2 separate regions of the Ovis aries genome follow, and region 1 is linked to region 2. The links are chromatin contacts, called in public Hi-C maps. All regions are on one chromosome and are shown on one strand. The core of a region is the stretch at or near the end of the contact, and the rest is flanking DNA. Distances in the headings are between cores, read along the strand shown. Region 1 has its middle 140 kb from the start of ARRDC3. Region 2 overlaps ADGRV1 (adhesion G protein-coupled receptor V1).

Region 1 (6,439 bases), core at 523-3,022, 73 kb after region 2:
ATCATGCAAAAATTAATATGGAGAATTTTTGTCTTTACCATTTTGTTCACTTCATGCATCTGCAATCAGTATAATCTGTAAGGAACCTAGGAAATGCACACTGGTTTAATCACTTTCCTGCCTCTTCCCCCTCCATCTTTAAGACTCTCTATTTTGAGTTAATGGTCTCTTCTAGATACTAGATAATCTAGATACTTTTAACATCCCTGTCTCATTACAACTATGCACCGTATCTTATCATCAAAAGCCACTGTTCCCTGTGAATGTCATCCACAGCAGAACTCAGGCTAACTCTCCTTACCAGCAGATTGATCATTAATACCCATTCTTCCCTGACAAGATCCTCTCCCTCAAGATTCTTCTGAGTTTATGCTTCTCAGATTTGAATACATATAACCCTGGGGATACACAGTTTCAGATCAGAAGCCACAAGTTAATGGTGATGCTTCTTATTGGAATATTTAACTAAAGATTTAATAACTTATCCGGAATGCAACCTTCATGTTATTTTTGTCTTAAACATGGATAGATTATTCTTTGCAACCCCATGGACTACAGAGTCCATGGAATTCTCTAGGCCAGAATACTGGAGTGGGTACGACTTTCCCTTCTCTAGGGGAACTTCCCAACCCAGGGATCGAACCCAGGTTAAAGACAAGGATACACATTTCACACTAAACTTTAAGAAAAAAGGTGAGCCTTCAAAAAATGCAAGCTATGTTTTCCAAGTTCCCAACCTCAGGCACATTATTAACTTGATAATATGTTATGGAGTTAACTGATCTTCATGAAACATGCATTCAATAGCTATGAAAATAACAGCTTAAGTAGTGAGAAAGTTTTAAAAAGCAGATCAGATCTAGCTGTCATCTCCCTTCTCTAATTCTATCTGAGCCCCAAGGATTTCTGGTTTTCAAGGGGCTAGGAGGGACCCAGGAGAAAGCAATTTCATTTTCAAGCAAGTGTATCTTTCAGCCGATCTTCAACAGAGTAAATATCCTCTGGAGCTGGTTTCATAATAGGTTCCTCTTATGAAGACTGGCTCTAACCAGTTCTTGGGAAATGTGCTTACAGACAAGGATTGCCCAACTGATCTCAGTAGACAAGAAAGAACACAGGCCAGCAGAGGTCATGCCAATGAACGCACGCCCTACACATATCTTGATGGACAAACTGATCCACCCCACAATGCCATGCACTTACCTATCATTAGGATTCAGATAATACCCTCTAAAAGAGTTCAAGGTACTCTTCATAAATATATAGAGGTAAATAATGTTGTTCATTCTTTTCCTGCTAGCAGAGTGAAAATTACCCCCATAGAGTAATCTGTACCAGCATACAGATAGCTAGAGTACACAGCTGCCCTCACAGTCTTTGAGAGGAGCCATAAGGTCTGACCTGTTGGAAAATAGTTTCCCCTTTGATTTCTCAGAATATAGCCTTCTTCATATTCCTGGCCTCCATTCCCACCATTAATGAATTGGACTCTAAGTAGAAGTGTTATCTCCATGAGGTCACTGTGAAAATGTATAATTAAATAAGCTGGGAGGGGTGTTGGGGTTTTTTCCCATTTATACAATAAAATATATTACTCACTGACATGGGTTAATTTACCTGCATTAATTGTCAGCTTGGAAAACAAATATTAGGATTCTGATGACATATGATATAAAATGGTAAGTTTCTAGTGAAGGTTGAGGCATGAGTTTCATGGGCTATTGCCACGCATTAGCCCATGAAACTCATACACTCTGGTTGGAGCCCAGCAGAGGGCACCCCAGGAAACCAGCAGGAGGAGCCTAGACACAGTAGTGGAGACAGATTCACTGAGCCTAACCATTTCCTCCGTTTTAATTTTTGCTAAACCAGCCCTGATCACTACAAAATAAACTGGTTGAGTGGTAGTGAGTAGAGTGATCAGGGAGCAGCCAATAATTTCTGAATTCTCTAAAACGCTAAAGTGAAAGTGTTAGTTCTTCAGTCATGTCCAACTCTTTGGGACCCCAAGGACTGTAGCCTACCAGGCTCCTCTGTCCATAGAACTCTCCAGACAAAAATACTGGACGGGTTTGCCGTTTCCTTCTCCAGGGGATCTTCCCAACCCAGGGATTGAACCCAGGTCTCCTACATTGCAAGCAGTTTCTTTACTGTCTGAGCCACCAGGGAAGGCCTGGTAAAATGCTTTAAAATAAAAACAGCAGTCGTCATCATGGTTTTCACCATCACTCCTGTGAGCCATATATCACTTCTCCGTTGCTTCTGGTAGAATCAGTCAGTTTCATTCCTCTGGTAGATGATATAAAGTTGCAGACAGCCACAGGAAACGCAAAGAAATACAGTTAGGAAGACACAGAGGGGAGTTAGGACTGATAAGCATAGTCAAGGGAAGAGTCAATGGTAGCCTGGGTAACATTCTCACTGATTGCTCCACAATGTAGATTGCTGAAAAGGCCATCAAATTCCTTCTTTCTTTGAGACCTGTTTGCACGCATACCTGTACAGTCTTTATAGAAATTGACAGATGAAGCCAGATTGGTTTTTACAGAGACAAAGGATACCTCATCCACCCAGCACACTAAATGGTTTCTAAGGAAAAGTACGGAGTTCACTTTAGATTCACAAAGATGATCCTGAAATAGAACTGAGCGTGTGCTTGAACATGCCAAGGAGTGGGAAATGAACTTTGAAAAATTATCAAAACTTATCAAAGTTAATTTAAATCATCCCAATTGTATAGAGCAAAGCATGAGAAACCAACATAACACAGCCAATAACCATTTTCCTTGCCATTCTCCTTGCCCAAAAATTAAAATAATTTTTAAACAATGATCTTATTTTGTGATATAAGCAAATGTAAAAGTGTTAAGCTTTCTTGAGAAAAGAGCATATAGGGATGATGAAGGCCAACACGTGTCCCTGTACTACATGGGACTGTACTCTGCCTTCTGGTGTCCATCTTCCGCCACTATTCTGTAAATTATGAGCACAGACCCAGAGTGATTTGATTTGATAAATGCTCTGCAAATATAGGGGTGACAGCCTACTTAGAGGTACTAAGAAGAAGTCTAGTCGGACTGGTAGATCTTGATACTCAATACGTGTGTACTTAGAGGTAACAAATGTCAGTGATATCCAGAAAGAGGTTCTGGAATATGCCAGTGGTTGAGTGACAGGAGCCCAGGAACAATGAATCTAGGAAGGGCAGCACACAAGTGTACATGTGCAAGAAAAAATGAGGTCAGGATAATCGGTCAGCAGGTTGCAAACTCCCAACATCAAGCTGATGTCCAGGAGAGAGAGACGTTGAGAAAGCATCCAGACAAAGAAGGCAGAGGCTAAGTCCTAGAATATCAGATGATCAAGACAGGACTCTAGATATTTTAGAAATAGAAGCTTCCAAACCTAGGGTAAACAAGAGAGGAAGTTTGGTTTCATTAGCAAGGCAAGTGATCACAGCTGGTCAGCAATAGGTGTTACTGGTCCATTTTACAGACGAGGAAACTGAGGCTCGGTGAGACTAACATGTCCAAAGCCTTACAGCTAACTTAAGTACCTAATCCCAGGTTTAAGAATAAAGCCCACCAAAGTCTAAAGCTAATTATCCCTCTTTTTCTTACTTCCACCTACAACTCTAGGAGATCAGTTACTACAATAAGTCCTAGCTTTGTAACTTGAGTTGACGTCTCCAGACTCCTCAGAGCCCTGAACTAGCACTCTTCTAATAATCCCTCAAATGATTCCACAGCTGAAGATGGAGCTGGGTGTGCAGTAGTGTTTCTCAACTTTGCTAGCACACTGGAATTATCTAGGGTTTTAAAAATACTGATGTCTGGGTTCTGTTACCAGAGCTGATCATTTAATTGCTCTGAGGTGTGGCCTTTGTCTCAGGATTTCTAAAAAAGCCTTCCAAATGATTCTAATGTTTAGCCAAGCTGGAAACTACTGGCTACAAGCAAAAGTCAAGAGCCCTCAGCTGTTTGTAGAGGAGAGATATGCAGGCCAAGCTTGTACATTTCAACGAGCTAGGAAAAATACTAGAAGACTCATAGGCTTATTTTTTTTTTTTTTTTTTGGACAAGTCGACCATTTGCTTTTACAATTTAACCTCTTAGAAAATATGCCAAAAGTAAACAGGTGTACGATTAACCTTGCAAATCAAAAGGTTCCGTGTTTTTAGATTCTAAGCGCTAGCTGTGTGTGACCAAAGGCAAGGTTTTAGAACTGGATCTCCCAAATTGCTCATTACTATTCCATGCTTGGTTGAAACTTACATCATCCTGCAATGGAATGTGACCCAAGTCAAAGACAAAATAAAACCAGTTGCATCGCTTTCATGACTAGTAATGATATTAGCGAGGGGTTAAGGTGTCTCAAAACAGCTTGTACTTTTCCCAGCCTATTTGAGACCTGATTCATGCTATAGTTTAGTAACCTTGATACTTCCAGATGATATCACAAATGTATAATTTCTGGATGTGTAACTCTAGATGTGTAATGTGCTTGGACTAAATCCAAATCTGGAAACTCATTTTTTATTTAATGTATATTCTTAATGAAAAGCAAACATAAGCCCCTACTCCCAACTTCCATTATCAGAATCCTTGTCCTCAGCTCCCTAATAGAAAGCAATGAACTATGAAACAAGTACACATTTGTCTGTGGTGACAATACATCTTGGTTTACCCTGACAGTCTGGGTTTATGCCTATTGTTCAAGCATAATTATTAATAGCACCCTCTCTTATTCTTAGAAATGTTTCCATCTGGGTGATAAATTATCTGGGCACCTTACATATAGCTCCCTCAATCTGCATTCCCTCTACAAGTACTATAGGGAAACCTCATGATTGAAGTGTGGTCGCTTTATATTTAGAATGCTCCCGCAGCTACACATGAAAGTAAGCGTATTGAAATATCAACCAGCTGATCAACATCCCTTCCTTAAAAACAAAATAATAGAAATTTCTAAAGTATTTCTGTTTAACTCCATCAACACAGAGGCCCCATTAAACAAAAGTAAAAACCCTGTACTTTTCCAGCTTAAACCCTGCATTCTTTATCTGTTTCTGCTAGAAACTAACCATGTGGCCTTGAACAAGACATTTGGCTTTTTGTGATCAGGTTTTTCTCCTTTGCAAAAGAGTAGAATAAGTGGTCTCTATCATCTTTTTGAGAGACAATTCTGAAAGTCTATGTTGCTACTTTCTCTAGGCATTTTTCTTAACCAGTGTTATGCCAGTTCTATCCTTCCGCACTGTCCGTTTGAAACTAAGCTCATAGATATCTAAGACCAAATCTACTGAATCCACTTTCTCCAATTTTTACTTTACCATCATAATCTATATGTGTGATAATTAAATATCCTTTAAGTTAGTCTTGATTCCAGAAACATTTCTGTAATATTTACTATCTGTGAAACTCTGTCCTAGGCACATGGATCCTCTACTAGTTAAGCTTTTACTAAGTCAATTTCATTTATTCGGCCGTTGTTCACTGTCTGTAGCCCACCAGGCTTCTCTGTCCATAGAATTCCCCAGGCAAGAATACTGGAGAGGGTGGCCATTTCCTTCTCCAGGGGATCTTCCCCACCCAGGGATTGAACCCAGGTCTCCTGCACCGCAAGCAGTTTCTTTACTGTCTGAGGCACCAGGGAAGCCCTTGTCTATGAGATATTTGGGCTAGTTTGAAAAACACATAAAGGATTATTTTTAAGACTTAAACAGATCACTTGTTTTAAAGCACGCATCTGCCAGTTATATGTGTATCTTTAAGGACAAATGCAAAGTTTTGTGTTTAAGCTAAAAACAATATGATTAGAATTACCCATCCGTTTATTCAATAAGCATGTATTTAAATATCCACTATATCCTGGAATGGAGATAAGCTCTGGGAATACAAGGGCAAATAAATCATAGTCCCTCAAGTAGTTCAGAGCCTAGTGCACCTGTGGAATAACCAGTCACATCAGTAATAAAGGGGCTTCCCTGGTGGTTCAGAGGGTAAAGCATCTGCCTGCGATGCGGGATACTTGGGTTCTATTCCTGAGTCAGGAAGATCCCCTGGAGAAGGAAATGGCAACCCACTCCGGTACTCTTGCCTGGGAAATCCCATGGACGGAGAAGCCTGGCAGGCTACAGTCCATGGGGTCACAAAGAGTTGGACACGACTGAGTGACCTCACTTTCACTTTCAGTAATAGATGGTGGTTCGGAATTACTCTAGTGCAGAACGTACAGGCAGTGCAGGCTGTGGTCACTCGATTCAAGATGAAGCATAAAGTGGCTTATTGCCTCCACTTTACATCTAAATGCAAGGATTGGTATCTTTACCCTATTGGACTGTTTGCAGATAGATGGACCACAGTGAGCAAAATGATAGTCTGCATTTCACGGTGTACGCTTGTTTTCTTGTTGTTTTATTTATCCACCCCCACGTATT
Region 2 (6,623 bases), core at 3,162-5,661:
ACTCATCCAAAAATATTTCTAAAACAAGGCCGTTTAGATCATCTTTGATATTTGACTAACCATGTTATGATGAAATGCATAATTTCTTCAAAGCTTACTAGATTTTTTTTTCCTTTCGAAAGCAGCATAAAAGATGTAGAAGCCCAGTAGTTATGAGTCATTGGCTGGCTGGCTACCTTCAGCAACCTGTGGGACAGGAATAAGTCAAAAGTACAAAAAATTGGGCATCTCCCAAAGGGACCTCGGTATCAGAGGTGACCTGAAATTGGCAGGAAGAGACACCCATTGTAGCAAATGTGAAATTGTCAACATTCATTCAATATCTTCAGATGGAACGCCTGAAGTTCACAGTGTAAAGGTATTAAACTCTGTGCTCTGCAGTCTTTTGCTCTGAATGAGAATAATAATGAATTGAAGTGGGTAAAGTGGAGGGAAGAAAACTCCCATCCAGTGTCAGCATGTAGATTTGTCAAACTGGCTGATCTCATGTCATGAGTCAGATCATTCTCTGACCTCAGGTTACCCTTTTTCTTGACAACTCTGTGTATTAGATATTTAAATCTCTTCTTACTGCTCTCTGGATGGGATGACAATAGACTGAAATACATAATATATAGTGCTATCACGGGACAAGTCCTCTTAGGATAGGGAATGATCTGCTTGAGTTTTTCCCAGATAATGGTTGCATCTGCAGTGACAAAAAATGGCTCTTTTCACGTCTTCTTAACATCTGTGTATAGTGATGTGGACCCCCTCACCCTCCTGGAGCTGAGTCTTGTCTTGGGGTCCCCAGTGTAGTCAGTTGTGGCTGGCCTCTCATCTGACCTGCCTGACCAGTTGGTAGTTCCTTGTTTACTTAAGTGATTCTTCCTGTTCATGTCCTGCAGCTGTGCTGAGTCCTGAGCACTCAGCATTTTCCTCTACATTCAGTGTCTTCCTTAAAAAAAATCATACACCCACAATGGCTTCAGCTTTTAACAGTGCACAGCGATTTCTGCACTTAAGTCTCTAACTTTCTCTCTAACTTTCTCCTGACCTCCCATCTGGTACTTACAGTGATCATACTTATTTTCATATCAATGTGGGTGATATTTCACTTAGTTTCCACAGCAGAATGATCCGTTCTCTTTCTTCTCTTACTTTTATGGGCTCCAAGTCAATTTTCCCTTTTCGTCATCATCAGCCCTTTTCTTTGGTCGCCTGTCACTGTCCAGACAATTAAAATGAATCCATAGAGTTGTTAACAAATACCTGAATGCTAAATTTTGGAGGACTGTTGAAAAGGCAATTTAAAGGATTCTGAGCAAAAGCTGTGTTGGAAAGTTCTCACCATGTTTTTTGTTTGTTTTTAATTTTTGGCTGCACTAGGTGTCCATTGCTGCATGGGCTTTCTGTCAGTTCAGTTCAGTTGCTCAGTCGTGTCTGACTCTTTTCACCCCATGGACTGCAGCACACCAGGCCTGCCTGTCCATCACCAACTCCTGGAGTCTACCCAAACTCATGTCCCTTGAGTCGGTGATGCCATACAACCATCTCATCCTCTGTTGTCCCCTTCTCCTCCCGCCTTCAACCTTTCCCAGCATCAGGGTCTTTTCCAATGAGTCAGTTCTTTCCATCAAGTGGCCAAAGTATTGGAGTTTCAGCTTCAGCATCAGTCCTTTCAATGAATATTTAGGACTGATTTCCTTTAGGATGGACTGGTTGGATCTCCTTGCAGCCCAAGGGACTCTCAAGAGTCTTCTCCAACACCACAGTTCAAAGGCATCAGTTCTTTGGCACTCAGCTTTCTTTATAGTCCAGCTCTCACATCCATACATGACTACTGAAATAACCATAGCTTTGACTAGGCTAGACAGACCTTGTTGACAAAGTAATGTCTCTGCTTTTTAATATGCTCTCTAGGGTGGTCATGGCTGTGGCAAATAGGGATCGCTCTTCATTGCAGTGCTTGGGCTTCTCATTGAAGTGGTTCCTCTTGTTGCAAAGCACAGGCTCTAGAATGTTCAGCTTCCAGGCTCCAGAGCTGGCTCAGTAGTTTGGGCACACAGGCTTAGTTGCTTCATGGCAGGTGGAATCTACCCAGATCAGGGATTGAATTTGTATCCCCTGTATTGGCAGGCAAATTCTTATCCGCTGTGCCACCAGGGAAGTCCTCTTATAGTGTTATGGATGGCTTTTTCATTTATAAATGTTAGGAGAAGTAAAAAGGAGAATAATATTTTATGACCTGGGAAAATTGTATGAGACAAATTTCAATGTAGTTTCGACAGAGACCATATGCCCTCCTAAGTCTAAAATATTCACTATGTGACTGCCTTCAGGAAAAGTTTGCTGACTCCTTGGTTTAAAAGATAAGCATTCACTTTATTAAAACAGCAAATTCAAAACCCTATTTTGTTCTTCAGCCTTTAAGAAACCAGGTGACTACACACTCATGAAACCACAGTCAAGACAGAGAACATTTCCATCTCCCCACAAAGATTCCCCAGGCCGCTCTGCAGACCATCCTTCCCTTTGCTCCGATAGCCAGGGAGCCACTGATCTGCTTTCTGTCACTGTATAGTAATTTGTGGTTTCTAGAATTTTGTATAAATAGAATCATACTGTGGGCACTTCTTTGTGACTGACTCTTTTATCCAGCATGCTGATTTTGAGATTCATTCATGTTTTTAGACGTATCAGTGATTTGTCCTATTTGCTATTATAGGCTTTTTTCAGCTTTGTTTAGGTATAATTGACAAATAAAATGATAATATATTTAAAGTGTTCATCTTGCTGATTTGCCATGTGTGTGATTTGCTCTAAGTGTACAAAAGGGCTGATTCTGCTTGACTTGCTACAGACTTACTATTAGACAAGACTATTAATAATAATAAACTTTTGCATAATCTGTTCTGCATAGAAAAACCATCCCAGAAACAAGAAAACAACTCACTTTAACTATTTTATTATTGTCATTGTTATCATTATTAATAATAATAGTATTTTTACAGATTCTGGGTATTTCCAGTTCCCTATGACAGAGATTTCTCAAAGTAAACCAAAAATTATTTCAAACTATGTTTTAAGGTTCTTGTAAATATAACAGTGTTTAAATAGTCATGGTACAGTTTGGCAATTTTTGTAATTTCAGTTAAAACTATTTTTCATGTTCAAAGCTTAATCCAACTCGAATCTCTTCTCCACTTTCTATTAAAACCTTTAAAAATTACCCTCCGATTCCAAACCTCTCCTCCACTCTTTAGTTCCGCCTCAGTACTCTTATGATCACTTTCAGCCTTGTCTGTTCTCAGTCCTGCCACCCAACTCAGTATGTCCTTCTGAACATGTTCTTATCTGGAAACTCTCAAAGCAGGGTGTTGGTGGGGTCAGGGGTTTGTGTTGTTGTAACTTTACAGAAAAAAAACAACTTTAATTTTCAGTTCCTTGTATCTTGTCAGAAAGAGTCTGGCTCCTGATAAGTAGTATCACAACTGATTAGCATGCCATGCTTTGAAACTTAACAGAAGCATAAAGAACCTTGAGAGTCTCTGCGATAAAGTCCTGTAGAACAAGGTTCAAGAGGAAAAACTGAAGGACGGGGACCATGCCATCTGGAGATGAAATTGCTGAGGCATAACCGACTAATTGTCTTTTGATTCATGAGTATCCATCCCAAAAAAGACTGACCAAAGTGGCACATAGAGAAAAAGTTTCTTAAATTGCAGATGGAAACTTTAGTTGCATAAAGCAAAAGATATCTTATCTATAATATGGATATTTCTGGTTTAAAAAAACAAACAGAATTGTTGCACCTAGGATTTACAAAATTTAGGATAGACATTGGTCTCACTCTGAAAGTGAAGCCATGCGACCCAGATAATTTAGTTACAGACATCTCTGAAGCCAGCAGACTAAGCTAAGTGAACTTCCATTGACTCTCTTTGTTCTGAATAGTGGCCCTTAAATTAGTAAGGAATTTTAGAAGAACTTGATATAACCCATGGTGAACACTAGGTAATTACTGATCCCATCCAAATATTTTTAGGAGCATTTGAGTGATAGTTGTTCCCAAAGCATTCTAAATGTTTCAATTGCACTGAGAGCCGGTGGCCATCAAGATGACTCACTTATTTTCCTTTTCTCTATATATTTAATGCACACGTCAGATTGAAGAATCTTATTGTAAATAGGAACATTAACAAAAGCAAGTTAAATTGTGAAAAAGAGCTGTTGAAAAAATGTGAATCAATGAAAGATGAAATTCCTAGTTTTCTCACACCTGAAGAAAATGTACAGACACATAAATACAGTATTGGTCTTTTCAATCCTGTCATTGGTATGAAATCCCTTGTCTCTGCTGCTAAGTCACTTGGTGATGCAAAACAGCAGTAGGTCAGCAGCTCTGTGTGACGCCAGAAGCAAGAAATCACGGAGACTTCACAGGAGTGTCTGCCAAGCGGAGAGCAAAAGCAGAAGCTGTGAAGCCCTTTAAGGAGAAGGAGTCACAAGAAAAGGCAGCAGCAATATGCAAACTCAGGCCCAGCAGAGAAGCCAGACGCAGCCAGGAAGTCACCTGGAGGTTCAGTGCCAAGCAAGCCCACCACCAGAGGGGCACAGACCCAGAAGAGCAGAGACCAGCCATCAGTGGGTGTTCATTCTCCTGTAAGAGAGTCTTGGCACATGGAATGTGAGAAACACAAAGCCTGAGCCAAAGCAAATTTGTATTGAGCAACTCCCAAATTACCTAACTATGGTGAGAAAATTAGAGGACTAGAACCAACACCTGCCCGTCCCCACCCCATCCTACTGTCTGTCACTAATGAAAATTCAAAGCCAGAATCTCTTATTTAACAAATATTTCTTAAGCTCCTTCTGGGTGCCAAGGACCTTACTATGAACTAAGAATTACATCAGTGAACTAACTGGAGATAATGTCTTGCTTTCTAGGCGGTTATCACTGAATCAAAGATATTCTTTTTTTGTAATCTCAAATTTGTAATTTTTGAGTTGAAAAAATATAGCCTAATTTTATTGAAGATTTCATTCTTCTAAGTTCTTTAGGCTGCATTGTTCTGTGCTCTTTCTTAGGCTATCCAAAAGATAGGTGGTTTTGATTAGGCCACTTGTAGGACTGTACTGACTATTTCTTAACTATTTTTCATAACAGAATTAACATATACCTGGAGATTTTGAAATGGCACATTTTCCTTAGGTCTCCAAAACCATTCTTCCTATTATTTTAATATTGTTGTGCTTCAAAGTTTTAAAAACAGAAAAAAGCAGTATTAATAAATGGTCCCTATGTCTATATACTGTTTATGTAGACTTGATCACTACTAATATATCAACAAATTTGCTTAGACTATTTTTTAATTGTTGTTTTTAGAAAAATGATAAAGATTTATTATAGGAATTGAAACAAATAATAAAAATATAAAGATTAAAAACTGTTAAAAGTCACTTCAAACTTCATCCATAAGTAATCTTCATAAATATTAAGTGACTATTATGATGTCCAGGAATTTTCCAAGTTTATTAGCACAAAACACAAATCCAAATTGCTTAGAGAATCCCAAGCAAAGAAAAGTATCCCTAGGCATATCATAGTCAAATTCTTGTGAATCTGAATAGCAGATCGTGAGGGCAGCTTGGGGAAGTGAAGGGAACATTGTATTCAAGAAAATCATAATAGAAGTTAATACTATTCTCATCAGAAACTGGAAACCAGAAGACAATGGAATGACCCCTTAAAGTCCTGTAACAAACAAACAAACAAAACCTGTTAACCTGCAAATCTATATCCAGTGACAATATCCCTCTAACAGAAAGGTACAATAAAAACACTTTCAGGCAAAAACTGAAAAAATTTATTTCCAAAAAATCTGAGCATCAGGAAATGCTGAAAAGTTATACAGACTGAAGGGAAAGGGAAATGATGGGAGAGAAATCTAATTCTATGAAAATTAATGGAGAACACTGGAAAAAGCAAGTAAGTCATTACATATAAAGGTTTATTTAACAAATCATTCCGACTTTATATATTATATGTCATTTTGTTGCAGACTGTTGACTATTTTAAAGTAAAAATCACATTTAAAATAAAAAAATGATGTTCATATCTGAACATCATTTCTAGACATACTAAATATGATTAGATGCCTACTTATAAATGTTTAAAATATGTGACCATATTATAGTTTCTATAATATACAAAATTTAATTTCAGTTTATTTGAATTTGTCATGAGAAAAGCTAAAATGGAAGAGAAATAGTTCTTAAACATCAAAAAATGCTTCTATACCACAAAATACATTCTAATCATCACAAGAAAGATAAAAGGCCTCTCTTAAGAAATTATAAAGACAGTAAAGGATTGGAATCACTGTTTTTTATGACCTAGGTATTTCAATTTTATAGTATCAACTTGACTACATACTGTAAAAGATAATAAAATCATCAATGCTCAGGTCTCCTCCCATTTCACTCTTCCAAACATTAGGTGTGTGTGTATATATACACATACATACACACATATATATAGGGGTGTATATATATATAGGGTTAATATAATATGTTTTCCATTGTCTAGGCTTAACATTTACATTTAAATCTATAAATATAATTCTCATAATTGTAAGATT

Evidence for each region. Hi-C and Micro-C count contacts between places; a contact is called where the count stands out from the background.
Region 1: a Hi-C map of blood shows a contact between it and region 2, with 1.9 times the contacts expected there. The contact joins two enhancer-like sites. A contact is called at or near these places in 3 of 16 Hi-C or Micro-C datasets (blood and liver).

Annotation. Positions count from the first base shown.
Region 1 is chr5:88,361,244-88,367,682 of ARS-UI_Ramb_v3.0, forward strand. No RefSeq gene overlaps it. Among named protein-coding and RNA genes, the nearest start is that of ARRDC3, 140 kb to the right of the region's middle. Within about 2 kb of position 1,773, at least 27 of the 54 cell types and tissues checked have an H3K27ac peak or open chromatin away from gene starts, as enhancers often do. A contact at or near this core is called in liver, where this site is marked.
Region 2 is chr5:88,285,785-88,292,407 of ARS-UI_Ramb_v3.0, forward strand. The region is part of intron 87 of ADGRV1 (adhesion G protein-coupled receptor V1); the gene reads left to right. Among named protein-coding and RNA genes, the nearest start is that of ARRDC3, 210 kb to the right of the region's middle. Within about 2 kb of position 4,412, at least 8 of the 54 cell types and tissues checked have an H3K27ac peak or open chromatin away from gene starts, as enhancers often do. A contact at or near this core is called in liver, where this site is marked.